2 separate regions of the Zea mays genome follow, and region 1 is linked to region 2. A link is a contact called in public Hi-C data. All regions are on one chromosome and are shown on one strand. The core of a region is the stretch at or near the end of the contact, and the rest is flanking DNA. Distances in the headings are between cores, read along the strand shown.

The links. Hi-C and Micro-C count contacts between places; a contact is called where the count stands out from the background.
Region 1: a contact with region 2 is called in a Hi-C map of ear, with 2.9 times the contacts expected there. The contact joins the promoter of LOC542507 here to the promoter of LOC100277443 in region 2. A contact is called at or near these places in 4 of 25 Hi-C or Micro-C datasets (ear, endosperm, root tip and 1 more).

What each region holds. Positions count from the first base shown.
Region 1 is chr3:154,305,219-154,310,642 of Zm-B73-REFERENCE-NAM-5.0, reverse strand. LOC542507 (cytokinin oxidase 2) reads left to right here and starts at 3,194. Exons shown (of 5, transcript NM_001112056.2): 1 at 3,194-3,994; 2 at 4,102-4,229; 3 at 4,320-4,580; 4 at 4,654-4,916; 5 at 5,016-5,424. The coding sequence starts at 3,412. The coding sequence ends at 5,340. It overlaps LOC103650766 (a long non-coding RNA gene), which reads right to left and starts at 4,863. Exons shown (of 4, transcript XR_564373.4): 1 at 4,344-4,863; 2 at 4,121-4,215.
Region 2 is chr3:154,098,362-154,104,291 of Zm-B73-REFERENCE-NAM-5.0, reverse strand. LOC100277443 (high chlorophyll fluorescence 153) reads left to right here and starts at 2,114. Exons shown (of 2, transcript NM_001151004.2): 1 at 2,114-2,490; 2 at 2,707-3,089. The coding sequence starts at 2,191. The coding sequence ends at 2,898. It overlaps LOC100037765 (glucan endo-1,3-beta-glucosidase homolog 1), which reads right to left and starts at 4,881. Exons shown (of 2, transcript NM_001112264.2): 1 at 4,742-4,881; 2 at 3,542-4,651. The coding sequence starts at 4,817. The coding sequence ends at 3,723.

The sequences.
Region 1 (5,424 bases), core at 1,945-4,444, 210 kb before region 2:
ATCTACCAAACTCATTTTTGGTGGAATTTATGGCTGGAAAGAAATAACAGAATTTTCCAAAGTTAGCATAGAAGCGTTGAACAAGTGTCTCTTGCAGTCAACGGATATTGCTAGTAGCTGAGGTCTTGTTGGTCTGGACTAGTGGGTTTTTGTTCTCTTTTTAAGTTCTTTTAACTCTTTTTAACTTTTTTATTTTTTCTTTCTTATCCTCTTCCCTTCAGTGGCTTGGGTTTTGTATTATCCTTTCCTTTCTTCTCTAATCTAATATATCGGAGCGACAAGTCTTTTGCCCCTTCCATTCAAAAAAAACTATCTACCAAACTCAAGACTTGGATTCCAAGGGCAAGAGTGAACGTGGTACAACGTTACCACTATATCATAAACTCATGAGGCTGTCTACCTGGCAACTGCCATCCTCATGCAGATGAGACGGAGAGAAGATGAGAAAAGTACAAGATCCCAGAAGCAAGCAGCAGGATGGGGCCATCCCCCCCCCCCCCCACTGGGCCCCACGGGCCGAAAGCCACCGGCGAAAATGTCCAGAAGGCCACGTGGGGCATGGGTCCCCGGAGTCCACTTCCGCGCGATCTCGAGGCCGGGCCGCACCGGCAATCGCTCTCCGGCCACCTCCCTGCTTCCTCAGGTCCGGTCTCCCATAGTCCAATGCATGCATGCACGAGCATCCCCTCAGAACGCTGGCAGTGAGTGTCTTGCTCGCACATCAGCTTGGCCAGTCAGTGCGAGAACACAGCAGCAACAACAACAACAACACCTGTGCACAATGGCGTCTATCATTGGTACCATCTCAATCGGCTGACTTGTCTATAACTACTGTTAACGGAGGTCCCTTGTGCATCATGCAGTTTTAGAAGAGCACCTCGATCGCAAGCGCCTCATTATTATCATCATTCTCTTAAACTGGTCAGAAAACTGACCATCAGCTAAAGTGATACTGACATACTGTATCTTTGTAGATAATTAAATGGAGAAAAATCTCCTTCTGTTCCGTCTGGCCGTTAAATGCCGAATCCATGCATATATAAATCTGTACGTAGGCTCAAAGCACAGTGTGCATTTTGGCTTTCCAGCTAGCATACATACATGTGACTGCTGACGATGAATTGTGTGGACCACATTGGCACAACGGTGCATTGCAACGGACGGGCGCCGTCAAGGTCAAACGCATAAAAGGCTGTCATTTGGCAACACAATGAATCAGTGGCGCCACGCCATCCGTCCACGATCCACCGTTCTTGGTGTAGTGGTTGGTCCCAGCGCTTGAAGGCCAGGCCGAGGCCGTGTTCTGGAAGGTGGCCTGTGGTGAGCACTAAACATGTGTGTGCTTTTGCCTTTCCAAGCCAGAGGGCCGGTCTCTTAATATACATAACATACACACCACTTTTTCATTTTGTTCATTATTACGGTCTAATGCAAACAAAGCCATTTGCAGAATGTGCTACATAGCAGGTATGTTTCTCTTTTTTTCCCTGTAAAATTTGTAGACTTATCACAAGAATAAGTTTAACCATTACTAGAATAGTTCCTCACATGTTTGTTTACCATCGGGGCGGGAACAGCTTGCATTGCAAAAGCTGCGCAAGTATTAGGGCCCTCTAGATTTTTTTAATAGTAGTAGTATATATAATATATAGGTGTTACTATTTGAGTTGTTAGGCCATCTGCGGCAGATTTTCTATGACATCCCTTATTTCAAACTTTATTTTGCAAACAGTTGTCATATACCCTATTTTAGGCGAATCACTGAAGACAGGTAAGTTTTGGCACGGATGAGGTGGAGAGTGGACAAGAATCTCCGTTGTGGAGTCTGCCTACCAGTACCAGGCAAAGTAATGCATGCGCGCGGACAGGATGGACGGTCGAAGTGGCCTCCCTGCCTCCACCCCGACGACGACGCATGGGCTCCGTCCCCTTCGCTTGCTTCCTGCTCCAGCTAGCTCCATCGCCTAGTGCTCCGCTCCGCCGCACAGGAACGGAACGGAACGGACCGAACCACTTGGTCGCATCCCGATGCGTTGCCGTCTGCCGGTGTCCATCGTGTCGGTTTCACCTCTGCACTAGCATAAATTCCTTGACACCAACAGCGAGCGACATCATCGGCTCAGCCCTACAAGTCACGAGTGTTCTGACTGACCAGCTAGCAATAGCAATCTGCTGCTCTGCTTGACTTGCTCGGACGATCCGCCGCTGCTTGCGTTCGGCTCCAGTAGGCTATCCTCCGCGACGTCGTCGATCTGGACTCCATGGCGTCCACACAGAATCGACACGAGCTTGGTGTGCCGCGTACGCATGTGTGCGTATGTATGCCTCGTCTTCCACATGCAAACATACGCAGAGGAAGGGGAAAGGCGGCAGCAAACGCGACGGTCCAAGTCGTACCACAGAAGTGGTCGCGCATGTGTGCCCAAGTTGCCATCACCCGGATGCTATTAGATTTCCAGAAACTAACTTGTGAGGACCCCTGGTGTCTGCTAGCTGCTCTCCAACTCCAACCTGTCAATCAATTCCCAGACGGACAAGCTGAGCTCACAGCTCAAGCTCAACAACGATGGCCGGCCGGGTCACCATGGAACTGATCCTCTACAGTACAGGCATGGGAAAATGGAGGAGGAGAGCAGGGCAGTGAGGCCACAGAATCAGAGGCTGATTAGTGTTGGTGAGCTCCAATCCAACAGCATATGACCAGCGAGCAGAACATAGGGATGTCCTGTGGGCTTGCCCAGGGACAGACGCATGCAAGCCATGTGACTGTCCGGAGAGAGAGCCGGTGATACTGGAACAGAGGATCCGATCCTGCCCCCCTTCTTTTGCCTCTCCCTCTCTCACACACACAGTCTCACCTATATGTGGCTATGTCGTCTCCATTAGGCTGTTAACTAGCCAACACATGTTCCCCCGTTGCTTAAGACAGCAGCTACAAAGCGAGAACATCATGCTCTAAAAAGAAACTTCCGCAATGCACCACTAGCACATGTCTGCGCCTCAATTCGCAACCGGCAAGCAAGCAAGCCGGCAAGCAGACAGTCGCCATACGGTTTTTACCAAACAGCTAGCGCCCACAGCTGACTAGCTGACCACCGCACCACCCACACTCCTCCTCGCGAGTCGCGAGGCAAGCCGCAAGCTCCTATATAGAGAGGCCCCCTCCCTCCCCTGCATGGACAGCCACCGCCTTCTTCAACCCTCCTTCCGTCTTCCTCCTCTAGTCTTACCTCGTTGCACCTCAAGAAACTTGGCGCGCAACCAGGAAACCCCCTCTTCTCTCTCTCTCTCTCTCTCTCTCTCTCTGCCTTCTGATTCCAAGCTCCCCAACTGCCCAGCACCAACCTGCCGAACTCCCCTCCTTTTTGTTGGTTTGTCGAATTATAAATTGAGCCCGGCCGGCTGACTACCATGAAGCCGCCATCACTGGTGCACTGCTTCAAGCTGCTGGTCCTGCTGGCGCTCGCCAGGCTGACCATGCACGTCCCCGACGAGGACATGCTATCGCCCCTCGGCGCGCTGCGCCTCGACGGTCATTTCAGCTTCCATGACGTCTCCGCCATGGCGCGGGACTTCGGCAACCAGTGCAGCTTCCTGCCGGCCGCCGTGCTCCACCCAGGCTCGGTCTCCGATATCGCCGCCACCGTGAGGCACGTCTTCTCCCTGGGCGAGGGCTCGCCGCTCACCGTCGCGGCGCGCGGGCATGGACACTCCCTCATGGGTCAGTCCCAGGCCGCCCAGGGGATCGTGGTCAGGATGGAGTCGCTCCGGGGCGCTAGGCTCCAGGTCCACGACGGCTTTGTCGATGCCCCCGGAGGAGAGCTCTGGATCAATGTCCTGCGTGAGACGCTGAAGCACGGCCTGGCACCCAAGTCGTGGACGGACTATCTCCATCTCACGGTCGGTGGCACCTTGTCTAATGCGGGGGTCAGCGGCCAGGCGTTCCGCCACGGACCGCAGGTCAGCAATGTCAATCAACTGGAGATTGTGACAGGTCTCAAACGAACTCACAAAGCATTCAATCAACTAGCTTGGAGCATACATAACGAAACATAAAAAAAAACAGTCGCTGATCGTAATAATCGTAAAAACCAAATGCAGGAAGGGGAGACGTCGTTACCTGCTCACCCGAGGATAACTCTGATCTCTTCTATGCTGCTCTCGGCGGTCTTGGTCAGTTCGGGATCATAACCAGAGCAAGGATTGCACTTGAGCCTGCTCCAGAGATGGTAAGTCATCAGACAAGCGATTCAGTTAAATGAAATCTCCAGACAGCATGCAGTCATTTAGTAAATGGATGTATATATATACAATGACAGGTGAGGTGGATAAGAGTTCTTTACTCGGATTTTGAAAGCTTCACCGAAGACCAGGAGATGTTGATCATGGCAGAGAACTCCTTTGACTACATTGAAGGTTTTGTCATCATAAACAGGACAGGCATCCTCAACAACTGGAGGGCGTCCTTCAAGCCACAGGACCCAGTCCAAGCAAGCCATTTCCAGTCAGATGGAAGAGTGCTATACTGCCTCGAACTAACCAAGAACTTCAATAGTGGCGACACTGATACCATGGAACAGGTGAGCCTGTTATTTCACTTTGCACCAAGATATTAGACTCCAATGATAATAACTGTAAATTTTATGTTTACAGGAAGTTGCTGTACTGCTATCTCGGCTTAGATTCATACAGTCTACTCTATTCCACACCGATGTCACGTACCTGGAGTTTTTGGACAGGGTGCACACCTCTGAGCTGAAGCTGAGGGCACAAAGCCTCTGGGAAGTTCCACACCCTTGGTTGAATCTTCTGATACCGAGGAGCTCAATCCGCAGATTTGCTACGGAAGTCTTTGGCAGGATCCTGAAAGATAGCAACAATGGTCCTATATTGCTTTATCCAGTGAACAAATCAAAGTAACTTCCTTCACTTGCAAAAATTACTGTCACAAATAATAAGTTAATCTAGTTGCGCACGGTTAAGGTAGCTCAATTCGTCTGTTCGTTCTGATGCAGGTGGGACAACAAAACGTCAGTGGTCATACCAGATGAGGAAATTTTCTACCTAGTGGGATTCCTTTCTTCAGCACCGTCTCTCTCAGGTCACGGCAGCATTGCACATGCGATGAGCCTGAACAGCCAAATAGTAGAGTTCTGTGAAGAGGCTGATATTGGGATGAAACAGTATCTAGCACACTACACCACACAGGAGCAGTGGAAAACCCACTTTGGAGCAAGGTGGGAGACATTTGAACGGAGGAAACACAGATATGATCCCCTAGCCATCCTAGCACCAGGACAGAGAATATTCCCAAAGGCGTCACTCCCATTGTCTTTGTGACGGTTCCTGCTATTTAAAGGCTTCTGTAGAGCATACATTGTACAAAAGTGTAGGTAAAAGTATCCCCTGTAAAGACAATATCTA
Region 2 (5,930 bases), core at 865-3,364:
TACGCGACTCGGTGATGGCGGTCCGGCTCAACGGGAGTGGTCCGACTAAGTGAGAGTGCAACATAGCAATCACATGACGCAGCCAAATTCGTACGACACAAATAACGTGTCGTGTTGCCAGGGCGCAACCAATGCTCGCCAATGCCATAACTCAACCGATTAACAACAAAGTCTGATCGACATGTTTGAGTACCCAAAAGCTCAACATAATATAAATATTTAGAGCGATTTAAATATGCACAATATAGAGTTTACATGCATTTTAATATTTTTCTGCTAATATCTACCAGATAAATAAAAGCAGAAAAATAAACACCAAAATTAATGCATGAGCATAACACATCAGGTGTAAAAGGCAACTTCCTTGTATGTAAGCATGCATTTTTCTAGTAATTATTTACTACAGGAAATAATTAATTAAGGTAGAGACAATTACATAAAGCATGCATACAATTTAAACTTGTATAAATTTAGGAAAAAAAATTATCCATATAAAATATAAGGAAAATTGCGTATAATAAATGGGGGTTTTATTCACCTGTTGGACACATGCACCTTAAACTAGCCTATTTGACCAGATCGGAAATAAGGCATCACGTCCAGTCGTCCATGCGTGCATGCGGACATGCAAGATGGTGGGGCCCATGCGCACGGAAAAGAAATAATTCTCGCCTACGCTTCAATGTACAGAGGAGGAAATGGTCCACGCCATCTCCCATCCGTTGGCTTGCTTCGTGCATGGCCACAAATCGCGCATTGCACAAACATGCAGATTAGACCGTGGAAACAGTCTCATTTTTATCCACCTGCATCGCCAGATCCCAGATAGACGATGATCCAGTCCAATAAACAAATTCGGACGGACCAAGGCACTTTTGCCTGGCCACAGATGCGCCCAGATCGCCGCCTTCCACAGACGCGTGGACTCCGTCACAACCATGCTGGCAAGCCTCCGATACGGGCGTGGCCATGGCGAGGTGTGCCTCCATCACAGGCACAAACTCAGGCGCGATATGGAAGCCGTTGGCCGAGGCCGCAGTCACAAGCACGAGGGCGCACGGGCTGGTGGCCTGCTGTGCGGAGTGAGACAACGCGTGCTGGACGGTGCACACGATGCGCGACCATCAAGACTACCGTCGGATGTTGTTTTCTTCTTGCCGCATTGCCCGTAGTATTTTCACGACGATGCTTTGTTTACCGTCAACAAAAGTAAATCGTCCACCAGAGATTTCATACCACATTTCTTCATCAGCGAACGGAAACGAAGCCTGTCGCGTAGGACAGTTTGGCTAGGCCAAAAGACCTGCCAGCTTGACGAAGAGTTGATGCAGATCTGATCCCGCAGCAACGTCGAGGTAGAGCGTGCTGATAACGTGTTAAGAACTACGTTACCACGGATCACCAGATCCGCTCCCTTCCCTCCCGTCAGAAGTAGAGGCGCAAGAAGATGTAGAGAACCCGTCTCCCTTCCCATAAGCACGACAGAGGAAACACACGAGACACTGGATATAGGGTTGGGCCTCTGGCCTCTTTCTGATCTCTGTATTATGAGGGGGTGTACATGTTCCTTATATAGAGATGTGAGACCCCTCAGGGGCAAAACAGGTATTTGCCCACATAACCTTAACTATGGTTACTTAACAGGGCTCTGGTCGTCCCGTTTTAGTTGCTGCGCTGCCACGCCACGCCATCCAACAGATCGCAGAAAATAAGTACCGCAGCATTCACGCGTCCAGCAGATCACAGATATGGTCGCGCTAAAAGCACATCCACCCAAGTCATCGCCCAGTCTCGCGGTCGCGAGCTCCGGACGTGACATCTTTTTTAATTTTCATAAACACGAAACCGCTGGCAACCCCGCGGCACATATTTTTTATATAATTTTATTTTTATTTTTTTGCTTCGGCAGCCCACCGGATAAGCTGTTTAGCTGGGCTGAATCCTCCCACGCTATGTTGGACTTGGACCGGTGTCTGGCATACGCGGGCCTAGAAAGCCTCTTCATGGCATCCCGTCCAGCCCAATCCGCCGCCTCAATCAGTCCAGGTCCAGGTCCAGGTCACTGAAGCGCGCGCGCGCGCATTGCCAAGTTGCCCAGTGCCTGGTGCTTGCCAACAGCACCACCGCCACCGGATAAGGCTGCCCCGACCGCTGGGAGCCTGCGATTCCGGAGGCTTCGAGGAGCAGGCCATGGCGCGGGGCGGCCACCTCAGTGCGCTCTGCCTGCCACCTCGCCTCGGCGCCACGCCGCCGTGCTGCGGCCGCCCTGCCGCCGTCCGAGCCAGCAGCTGCTGCGCCAGGCCGCTGCCACCAGGCGGCGCGCGGCGGCGGGGTCGGGGCCGGGGCCGCCTCTTGGTGGTGCGCGCCGGCGGGCCGCCCAGCACCAACGCGCTCATCCTCGCCTTCGTGCTCCCGCTCTCCCTCTTCGTCGGCACGCTCGTCACCGCCGCTCGCGTCGCCGACGACCTCGACGACCGATTCCTAAGGGAGGTACGGTAAGAGTACCACTACAACACAGTATGACAGTACCCGCAACACGTGCGCTTCTGCTAGCAGCTGCTTGCGCGCGCTACTCTGCTTGTAGTTGTGTACCTGGGGTTGAATTAAAAAAAATGCACATCTGGTTATCCACAAACTCGACTGAAGCGACGTACAATTTACTGTTAACAACGCTTAGCCAAACGGCGGCTGCCCGTGCATGCGCAGATGGAGATAAACCGGGCGATACTGGAAGAGAACGAGGCGTCCGATGACGACGGCGCCGGTGAGGAAGACGACGACATTAACGAAGCGGATGAGGACGCAGAGGAAGAGCTGCCGCCGGTACCGGTGGAGGAGAAGGAACCCGCCACCGTTGTCGGTCCACGCACCAGGAACAGGCCGAGAAGACGAGTGTAATTAGACGCTCTCTTCTCCGTGTTCATGCTCAGAGACACAGAGAGAGAGTTTAATTATAGCGTGTATGGTTTGAGGAATGAGTTCTCGCTTTTTTTTTGTTTAGTTTGTGGAATATAATAAGTTCATCTATCACTATTTTATTTTTTATAATCTAATAATTAGTAATAATACTAGGGATGAGTCAATTTCAATAAGGGGGTGTTTGTTAGAGGGATTAAAGATTAGTCTCTAGTTTTTAGTCTCATTTAGTCCCTTTTTTGCCAAACACTAGGACTAAAATATAGACTAAAATGATTTAGTCTTTAGTCCTTCACATAGGTGCTAAAAGAGACTAAAAGCTCATAATTATCATGTTGCCCTTACCTTTTTTATAGATAACTAATATTATGAGTATATTCTAAGGGCATTTTAGTCTTTGGACAATGTATTTAATGACTTTAGGATCTATTTAGTCCTTAAAACCAAACATGTAGGGACTAAAGTTTAGTCCTAGGACTAATTGAAACTAAACATGACCTAAATTTGTGGAATAGAACGAGTAACACGTCCTTAGTTTGGCGATTGTCTTGGCTCTCTTGGAAATATGCATGCTCGCAAAGGAGAAAATTAGGAGGAATTGAAAGCATATATAGAAATAATTGTACTTCTTGTTATTGATCTTTAGGAAATAATCGAAGCAGTTGCCTTACATGAATACACTTTGCATTCTACTGCAGGCAGTTTATTTATTCTACTTTCTCCCGTATGTATGTGTATGTATATATCTATGTGTGTGTATTGCCTTATAAATGTCTTGGAATGGACCTCGGCGTCTTGTTTAGGAATTAGGAGAAATTGATGGGGTACGCCGGCGATTTGTCCGGGTTGAAGAGGCCGAAGTGCCTCTCCGACTCGGCTCCCGTCTTCTGGTCCTCGTTGAACATGGCGAAGATGTAGGTCTCGATGGGGCCAGGGCGCTTGGGCGTGCCCTGGCCGACGTGGTTGATGAGGTTCTGGTTGTAGGTCTGCGCGTTGGCCGCGGTGGCGGCGTCGCCCCCGGCGGACGGCCAGCCGCTCTCGGACACGACGACTGGGACGTTGCCGGCGCCGGCGTTCTGGAGCGCGGAGACGAAGGTGTCGACGAGCGCGTCGAAGAGGTTCTGGTACGCGTTGCTGCCGTCCTGCACGACGGTGCCCGGCGAGGTGAAGAGCGCGTAGCTGAGGTCGATCTGGGCCGGGTTGCCGATGTAGGAGAAGTAGGGGTAGACGTTGCACAGCAGCGGGGCGCCGGTGCTCTGCAGGTACTGCGCGATGGGCGCCATGTAGCCCTGCGAGAAGGTGCCCTGCGACGGCGGGAAGCCCTGGGTGACGTCGCTCTGCACCGCCGTGGACACCTTGATGCTGCCGCCCAGGCCGGCGTTGGCCAGCGCCGCGTTGAGGTTCTTCATGGCGGGAAGGATGCTGCCGGTGTCCCCGCCGGAGGCCTCGTTGCCCACGGCGATGTAGCGGAAGCTGACCGACGGGAACGCCTGCACGTTGCTCTGCACCCAGGCGGCCGCCGCGCTCGGGTCGGAGGCCAGCGAGGCGAGGTCCGTGTTGGGCACGTCCATGATGAGCCCGATGCTGGTGCCGCTCAGCGCGTTCAGCGCGTTGGCGTCCGGGAAGTAGATGCGCATCAGGTTGATGCCGTTGGACTGGTACAGCTGCACCACGTCGCTCGCCGGGGGCAGGTTGTCGCCGTTCACGCCGTAGCACACGCCGATGGATTGGACTCCTGTTTAGTAATAAGGACATTAGTGTCAATAATCATGCATGCATGCACGGATTATGGGTGGATGCGCATGCACGTATAGGTATAGTCTACCTGTAGGAATGGCTGCGAATGCTCCGAGAAGCAATGCCAGCGCATGCATGGAAGCGACGACACCCTGCCTCGCCATCTTGGAAGGATCGGCGGTGGTCAGCTCAGCAGTACCAGCGAGATGAGCACTACTAGTGTAACTGATGCCGTTCTACTGCACTCTGCATGCAATTCACCGAGGCATCGCGGCCATATTTATAGCCAGGTAGAGCTGTAGGCAGTGCAGGCCGTTCCAAGGCGGCCACTATCCAGTTGGGCAGGCCACACGATCATAGCCATCCAGCAAGTCCCCGGCCGGTCGTTGACGATGGATCGGTTCTTGTTTTTTCTCCCCCAAGTTTCCACCACTACGTCTACGTACACAGCCATTTTTCTCTAGTTTCTATACTGCACGTACGTAGTTGGGGATTGGGATACAGCTAGTACGCCATGGCCGTATGCGCGAGGATGGCAACGGCGGTCGCGATCCCGGCTGGCCTAACACACAAACACAAACACGCGGCCCGGCGGCGGCCGGGCGCTGCTGAGATAGATGCATGCGCGGCGAGAAGGTCCTCCGCCGATCGCGGCCTGTGGCGCCGGACGCTGCATGAATAGCACGTAGAATACAAAGGCGCGCGTTGGACGGGCTCGTGGAATTCCTGGCCGAGCTGACCGGACCCCTGCCCCGTTTGGTTAGGGGAGGGATGTCTTGCTATTCTTGAGCCTGATGATCAGCGGGCGTCGGCTCGCGCTCCCCGGCCTGCGATTCGTGAGCCTGCTTCGGGGTCGCGATCGCGCGTGGCGGCGTGGGGACGGGGCATGCCAGCTTCCGTCGCAGCCTTCGCTCTGCGTCCCCATCGGCTTCAGAATTTGGAACCCCTCTTCAGATGTTGGAAGATGGAGAATGGGAGATCATCTGGTTGACTGCGCTGCGTGCGTCCTCGCCTACCTTTGTTTCGGCCCAAGACAAGAGGTGTGAGGAGCACGTGCGAGTCAGCCTCGTGAGGGCGGCCAGGTCCATCCGCTGCAATGCAATGTAATGCGGCCCATTCTCTCTCTCTCTCTCAAATTACAGGATGTTTGGTTTTTAGATAATAGCCAGTTGATCGTGCTTTACTACGGTTGCTACTATTAAAATATTTATTTAAATATAATTATTCTTTAATTCTAAATACTAAGATAAATTTCTGGAGCAGGGGTTATGAGTTTA